Regions from separate parts of the Arabidopsis thaliana genome. Here region 2 is linked to region 1. Evidence: chromatin contacts called from public capture Hi-C data. All regions are on one chromosome and are shown on one strand. The core of a region is the stretch at or near the end of the contact, and the rest is flanking DNA. Distances in the headings are between cores, read along the strand shown. Region 1 holds the start of AT3G45700 (Major facilitator superfamily protein). Region 2 holds the start of AT3G46190 (TRAF-like family protein).

Evidence for each region. Capture Hi-C pulls out chosen DNA fragments and counts their contacts.
Region 2: a contact with region 1 is called in a capture Hi-C map of seedling, with 2.1 times the contacts expected there. A contact is called at or near these places in 1 of 26 Hi-C or Micro-C datasets (callus) and 2 of 3 other capture datasets (root and seedling).

Annotation. Positions count from the first base shown.
Region 1 is chr3:16,776,546-16,780,801 of TAIR10.1, reverse strand. AT3G45700 (Major facilitator superfamily protein) reads right to left here and starts at 2,089. Exons shown (of 4, transcript NM_114439.3): 1 at 1,956-2,089; 2 at 1,656-1,873; 3 at 612-1,153; 4 at 1-538. The coding sequence starts at 2,037. AT3G45690 (Major facilitator superfamily protein) reads right to left here. Exons shown (of 5, transcript NM_114438.1): 2 at 4,137-4,256; 3 at 3,526-4,064; 4 at 2,999-3,452; 5 at 2,652-2,903. The coding sequence ends at 2,652.
Region 2 is chr3:16,962,858-16,967,113 of TAIR10.1, reverse strand. It overlaps AT3G46190 (TRAF-like family protein), which reads right to left and starts at 2,009. Exons shown (of 8, transcript NM_001339236.1): 1 at 1,880-2,009; 2 at 1,493-1,511; 3 at 1,029-1,191; 4 at 756-922; 5 at 572-625; 6 at 338-488; 7 at 99-247. The coding sequence starts at 1,954. It also overlaps the pseudogene AT3G46186.

The sequences.
Region 1 (4,256 bases), core at 840-3,339:
CTCAGGGAATTCTCCATAGAATATTGCAATATTTGCTGGAAAATGAAAGGCCTCACCTATTCCATTAATCACGAGAGCAGGAACCAGCCATAGCACTGACATGAGATGGCTATTTTCAACTGTTTTCAGCCTCTTTGCTTCAACAACGGCTGATATCGCCATGCTTAAGATTGTCAAAACGTGGCCGATCCCGACTTTTTGTAGCGGTGTCAGCGGTTTGCGGATTAGCTTCTGATACATGGGATAGGTAGTCCAGTTGTTAAGTATGATAAAGACGCATCCAGAGACGAGTGCTATGACTTGCATAGACCCAGCAGAGACTTTGAAGTGTGGGCCAAGTTTACGGTCCATGACCATAGCTTGGAGGACAGTCATGCTCATTTGCACCGCTAGGGGAGCGCTGAGGAACATGACAGATGTCCAGAGAGGGACAAGTCGGAGAACGGCTTTGAAATCTTCTACTTCCTGAACAGAGCATAGCCTCCACATGTTATTATTTGAGTCTCCTTCTGTCTTCAATGCTGCACGGTTCAAGAACCTGCATAATAAAAATCCCTCTTTATTAGCTCTCTTTTTAAGTTCCATGAATCAGGAAAGCTTTTTGTTTTCACCTGAAGCTCTTGGAGGGCATTGCAACATAAGTCTTGGTCTCTTTTTCGAGCTCGCGGTGATGATAGTCTTCGTCTTTGTATGAAATCACAGCCTTTCGTTTCATTGTAGCAGCGACTAAAACGCGAACTAGACTTGTATAAGGACTTCCCAAAGGTTGGTCATGCTCGTAGAGTCTCTTCCCAGCGACGAAAATGATGAAACTGATCAAGTTAGCAGCGACGCAGAGACCGAATCCAAGCTTCCAGCTAGCATTGTCCTGTGCATATACAATTGCTGTCGTGCCAGTAATCGCTCCACCATATAGTGTGAAAAAGTACCAGTTGAAGAACCTTCCTTGTTCTTTAGGTTTCTTATATTGGTTTGCACCTGCGGATGCCAAGATGAACCGCGTCCCAGCTGTTCCAGTGATCACTAGAGCTAAGGCTGCATACAAGATCCCAAGTTGTAGTTTTGATGGTGATTGGCATAAAATTGATCCCGTTTCACACGGTCTAGGTCTCAAATAGTCCAAAGATGCAATAAGAGTCAAGAGCGATATTCCCTGAAAAATGTTTCAAAACAGGTAAGCTTTTATATCAGAAGTTGTTTAAGAAAGCATTAGGCATGCGGTGACCTAGTGTCTAGCACCTAAAACGCTTAGTCGGATAACCTTAGGCAGTTTAGCCAGTTTAGACATTTATTACATAAAACATTAGAAATATGAGCTTATACTTAAAACATTATATAAAATACATATTAGAAAAATAAAAATAGAATATCGTAAACAAAGTATAGACAAAACATTTCTTTAATGTACATCAAAACAATATATGAACGATTGTAACTATGTATATAGAGATAAAACCTACTTGAAAATTAGAAAATGCACTAAAACTAGGCGTATATACATTTTAGGCGGTCGAAACAGTTGTTTAGGCATTGTCTGAGCGCCTTAAACTAGGTCTGTGTAATTTTAGGCGGTCAAAACGGTTGCCTAGTAACTGCCGATACCGTTTTTAAAACACTCATAACACATAAAAGAATTGGTGAGTGTTAAAACTTACAGTTAGAGAAATGAAAGCGGAGGCTGAGATGACAGGAATGTTCCCAAAAAAGGAATCGGCTAGGATGGCTGCGACAACAGGCAACATGTTGACAACTCCATTGACAATATTTGAAATCTGAACAGCTGCGATGCTCTTGATGTTGAATTCCTCGATCAAGAAGACGATCAAGTTCATTACCCATCCAAAATAAGTTATCGACATGCCTAACAATGTAACTGCACCACATAAAAACTTTACAATCATCAACATCTGTTTATGTTTTGAGTTCACATAAACAAAAGAGTCAAAAACACAAACCGAGCATGAACGGTAAAGTGATCCAGCCACCATGCTTGCTAGAGCGATGCGCTTCTTTGTCACCAGAGTCTGAATTAGCCATGGCAGAGAACAAGTGGAAGCAGGAGGTACTTTGACTTGTGTTTGAGTGTTATAATGCAGTTTAGATAACAACCGTAACCTATATATATAAGCAAATCCATATCAATTATTATATGTTGGTAGTGATCTTTTTTGGTGGCAAAAATTTCATATCAGATTCTGACAGTTCATCTCCTAGTGTCGTTTGCCAATATCAGGTTGGTGAATGTAATAAACAACTAAAAAGCAATCGCCCATATCTTGCCTTATCTTCAGTAGCAGTAAACCACTCCACAAGCATAAGAAAAGTATAAATAGACAAAGATTCAAGAACTTTAAATAAATTTTATTAAAATTTAATATACTCTCGACCAATCATTGAGTCACTTTTGTATGATAAGACCTTAAAATTATTAATTATGAATCAGGAAATACAGAAATGATTTCCTTTTTCTCCAACAAAAAAAAAAACCAAACCACGTTTCTCACATTTCAAACTCTGTTAGAATTAAGCAAGATAGTGAGAGTGGTTATGTAGTTGTTGAAAGAGTTTTTGTTGTCTGATTATTGTCATAAAAAAGGGTCTTTCAAGATGATCAAAACAACAAAAACCACAAGAACAGAACACGTTGTGTCTTAGGTTGTATCGTCTTTTGGATCTTGTTCCTGATCATCATCATCATTCAGGTTTCTATATCTGTAAAACCAAGCGCAGACAAGGAAATAGTTCAAGACTCCTACAATGACTAAAAGCCAGTAAACATTGTCAACTCTTCCATGGTTAATATCATTTGGTAACCACTTGGTGGTCTTCTGGATCAGAGTGATCAGAGCTGTGCTCAGGTAGAAAGATATTCCAATCACCACTGAGGCAATGAAGTCGCGGTGCTACTCAGAGACTCGGGGAATTCTCTATAGAATAATTCAATATTCGCCGGAAATTGGAACGTTTCTCCTATTCCTACTATCACAAGGGGAGGAACCAGCCATAGCACTGACATGGAATGGCCATTAGTAACTGTTTTCAGCCTCTTTGCTTCCACAATGGCGGATATCGCCATGCTTAAAATGATGAAAACGTGGCCTATACCGACTTTTTGAAGCGGTGTCAATGGCTTATGGGCTAGCTTCTGGTACATGGGATAGACAAGGCAATTGTTCATTAAGATAACAATACATGCAGTGATGATTACTATGACTTGGAGGGACCCGGCCGGGATTTTGAAGTGAGGCCCGAGACCGCGGTCTGTGACTAGAGCTTGTAATATAATCAAGCTTGTTTGCGTCACCATGGGAGTACTAACGAAGATGATGGCTAGTAACAGAGGGAGAACTCGGAAAACGGCTTTAAAATCTTCTACTTCTTGAACAGAACATAGCCTCCAGTTGTTATTAACTGAGTCATCTTCGGTTTTCAATGCTGCACGGTTAAAGAACCTGCACATGTAAAAGCTCTTTTAAGTTCTGTTTTAAGTTTGATGAATGAAGCAAGTTTTTTTTGTTTTTTCACCTAAAGCTCTTGGAGGGCATTGCAGAAGATGTCTTGCCTTCTCTTCCAAGCCCATGGTGATAGTCTTCTTCTCTAGATGAAATCACAGCTTTCCTTTTTCTTGTAGCAGCGACTACAACGCGGATCAGATTTGTGAAGGGACTTCCCATTGGTTTGTCATGCTTGTAGTATCTCTTGCCAGAGACGAAAACTATGAAACTGATCAAATTAGCGACGGCGCAAAGACCGAACCCAAGTTTCCAGCTAGCATTTTCCTGTGTATATACAATTGCTGTTGCACCAGTAATAGCTCCAGTGTAGAGTGTGAGGAAGTACCAGTTGAAAAAGCTTCCTTGTTCTTTAGGTTTCTCATATTGGTTTGCACCCGCGGATGCTAAGGTAAACCGCGTACCAGCTGATCCAATGATCACTAGAGCTAAGGCTATATACAAGATCCCGAGCTGGAGTTTTGATGGCGATTCGCATAGAATTGACCCTGTTTCACACGGTGGAGGTCTCAAGTGGTCCAAAGATGTAATCATGGTCAATAGAATGATGCCCTGGAAACGTTTAACAACTAGTAAGCTTTGTGAGTCACACAAGACAATAGAATATTTAAGTCTCAGACTTACAAGCAAAGAAATGAAGGCAGAGACGGAGATGACGGGAATGTTTCCGAAAAAAGAATCAGCTAGAATGGCTGCAACAACAGGCAACATGCTCACACATCCATTAACAATATTAGAATTCTG
Region 2 (4,256 bases), core at 760-3,259, 190 kb before region 1:
GTATAATGATATTTCTTTTGTTATTAAATATCAAACTAAAAGTTTTCTTCCTCTCTTTAAATGATCGAGTATATCAAAGAACATACTAAACCACTCACCTGGCTTCTCCACATTGTCGGATCCGATTTGGTTTAGAACTCGTAGTGTGGCTCGAACGTAATTCTTTTCATTAGACTCACTCAACAAGTAGAGTGACAAAGAATTATCCTTTCCAACACCATCTCCATTTGGATATACTTTCAAAACCCTAATTAAAACCATCATATAAATTACTAACACATAGATATATAACAAAATGTATTTGTGCCCATACATGTAGAGAGTGAGAGAGAGTCACCAGTTTCTGTCTCCAGAAGAAAACGGGTCGGATGTGTAAGAGTCGAGAGTGAGGGTAGAGAAATTGGGGAGGCTCCAAGTGAAAACAGGGTTGCTTATGTTTTCATCATAGGAGAAAACTTCTGATTTGTTGCGTTGAGCAACGAAGACATCTATGCCAAACACACATTATCTCCATCGGTAATGAATTTGTATGGATCTATTGTCGCCGTGGAAAACGATGCCGTAGAAAGACCAATCCACCTTCCCCACTCCTGTTGTACACTATCAAACTTTACCGGCTCGACTTCTACAACAACAAAGGAAAACGACGTTAATCTTGGAGCCATAAATCGCTATGTAAATTCTTCAACAACCAATGAAAATACACATTCGTCTTACATTACATACCAATGAATCAATCCTCTAAGTTGAAGTACCTTGGTATGTATAATACTCGCTAATGCCATAGTTGTAGACGAAGAACTTGATCTCCGCATACACATCTAATGGTGGGTCGGTGATGCTTGAGTCATCAATTTTTACATAAAGATAAATAAGTCCTCTTGTGGTGTCCGAGTTTCCGTTAGGGTAGATTTTGAACGTCCTTTTAAAACGTTAATTTAAGAAAAAGAATAAGGGTTACAATTAGAAACATATATAAGCTAGGTAACAAATTAATGTTGTAATGGTCTTTAACGAAAACGACGTACCAGTTGATTCCATCGACAGTGAAAGGAAGGGACTCGTAATATCCATTGTTTACTAGCTCCATCATTTTCCCAAAAGACTCGAACGTGACGCTGTAAGTTGTTGGAGGACGTTCTCTCCAATATGGTAGAAGAGCGGTCTTGAGCTTCTCGTGTTTTTGTGACCCTTTAGAAGTTACTTTTAATTCGTATTTAGACATTTTTGATATATCAACTTATTATTTCTAGTAGCAAGAAATATTAAGAAAAAATTAAAAGCCATGGTATGTTTACGTTTGAACATTTTGATGATCTAAAAAATATATTAATAATGTATGTCTAAGATTTCGAATATTTGGAACAATAATTCTTATTTTTTGTAAATAATAATAATAATAATGTTGGTGTAGAGCTTTTATGAAGAAAGAAAAATTATATGATATAGTTTTCAATTTTGACACAATTGTTGTAGTTCATCCTTTGCGTACCTTCGGATATATCAGATTCCTGTATTCAAATGGAAAATTATGAAGAAAAATAAATAAAATAAGAAAAAGTCAAATACTCAATAAGAGTCATTGACATTAGTTACTTTTTTCTACTAACAATCACAACTTGCTTACAAATTGGTCCATTTCAGAAAAATGACTCGAAGATTAATAGGATGTGTTCATATAATTTGATCATTCACGGCTCAACAAATATATATCATCAAAACTCAAAAGAACTATCTATGAATCATGCATTAATACCGTCATAATTCATCATACATCACAAAAAATTACTAATCAAGAAACACCTCCAAGACTAAACAAGTCAACCCCTCTAAAATTCATGGATTATCGCAAACCGAAAATAGAAGCCAAAGAAAGTACCTCTTTGATATCAGCTTTTTTCCATAATAAATCATTGCTAATGATCTCTTCTTCTTTGATTGCATCTTTTTCCATGATAAACCAGATGGGAAAAATGAGTCCTTCACAATAACCACGTTTTACTCCGTCTTGGGAAATATTCTCAAAACTGCCTTTTTGTGTCTGATATTTAAGCAATAGTTTCAGCTTTTATAAAGACTTTCTTGACGTCAAACAAAAAATAATAAAAGGTTTCCCCTAAATAAATAAAGACTTTCTTTTGAGTCGTTTATGTGAATTGGTCGTGTTATGGAGCTTTTTTAAAGATGGGACATTGGTGAAGTTATAAGTTGACAATTTGAAAAGGGAAACATTATTTTAAGATACATCAACTAACTAAAGTCTTTTAGAAAAATACACTTACATTTTTGGCTACCCGAATGATAATACATGAACTCTTTGATTTTATTGTAAAATAGCTTCTTCATTTTTGATAAAGGGTTTTGTTGTATTGTAAATCTATATATTTTTCCTTATGAATGATTGTTTGTAACCAACATGGATTCATTATCATCGCCATGTTTTTTTTTCTTTGTTTGTACACTCAATTTAAATCTGATTTTTTTCCTTTTGATGAGAGTTTCCATCGAATGAGACCTAAATCATTACGTTTGAAATCTGTTTATAGTAATATTTTGCTGACTTTATTATTGTTAAATCCATTATTTCATTTTTTAAAATTTCTATATTTCTACATCTAACTAATTAGAGACATGCATCCTCTTCTTTTTTTTTCTTTTTTTTTCTTTATGTTACTATGTTACTATGTCGACACAAATTGTTTTTAAGTACAAGATTTTTAAGTCTTTTTTAACTTAATAATAAACCAACCGGCTTCATTTGGTCATTAATAAATCTGAATATAGTTTCAACATTCCAACAACCATGGCCACATAGTGGTTATATATATAACGATAAATATACTTAATTATTTATCAACAAATTATATACTTTGTTGATGAATTAGATTAATAGATGGAGATTAACATGTACTCGTGAGGCCTATTGGCATTAACAATTGCTGAAGCGTAGTCATAAATGTTGAGTTATCTCGATCGTGATCATACTTCATCAAGTTCTTCCAAATATGATCTCGGGTAACTAGTTCGCCTTCTTCAACAATTGCGTGTTTAAGCTAAAAACATTTTATCGTAAAAGTACAAAACATTACACATATTTTACCACTAATTTCCTGCTAATAAGAATGGTTTTATATTTCTCGAGATTAAAATATGTAGTTAAATTTGCAAAGCGAAATTAAACTTTTGGACTTCGTAATTTAATTTTAGCAAATAATTTGGATAGACATATGTCGTCATGCATAATTAACGTGGCTAGGAGTTTATTGGATAGGCAAAAAGTCAACTAGAATTCATATATAAATACAACCTCGTCTTTTGATTATAAAAGTGTGACAAAGAACAATAAAGAAGAAAAGGTTTTATATCTTTGAAGTGTATGAAAGATTAAAAAAAGTATGGCAAATATTCAAAACTCCGTTTGCCTCACTGCCATCTTGCTTATCCTCATATTGGTTTCAACCAATAATTTAATCAAGTAGGCCTATTCATTTCGTTTTTATTCTTAATATCGTAACCAAGTTAAGAAGAAATAATGTGGAGTTGAGAGAAAGAACTAAACTCCTTTGTTCCATTCGCAGCTCGGGTGGTCTCTCTTAGCTGATGCCATGTTTGTTTCGAAGAGAATTTGCTCTTGAAGCTATCATCCTTAGCTCTCCAAAGCGAACGGTCTTCCTCCCCAATTTGATTCCTTCGAACTAACTCAAGCTGATTCTCTATTTGGGTAAGAGTATCGACTCGATGATTTTGTCTTCAATGCAAGGCCAACGCTTCAGCAACAGAAGCATGTGTTGATATTCCCATATCAATAATTCCACGTGAACCCACTAGATCCACTAGCTTCCCTAGCGGGCACCATATATCATGTATATTATATATAACATCCTATTTGAAGTGTCTTTTAAAATATGTATATCTAGACACAAAAGAGGCTGAACAAATATAAATTCTTGCAACAATATCGAATTTGAATCCAAAATTTAACTTAAAAATATATAAGCTGGTCTTATTTTGTTAGTTAGTTGCGTAGGCTTTCAGCTTTCTTGTACTTGACCAAATGTAAAGTCTAATTCTATGAAAGCTTATAAAAATATATTTGCAAACCATAGCATGCTACATAACTTACAAAAATCTATGATTTAGCTACGGTTATGGCCAAGATAGTTAGAGCATCTCCATTGCATGTTTTTGGAGAGTGTCTTTAAATAACTAAAGTTACAAAATATCGTTAAATAAATGTAAATGCTCATTAAATTAAA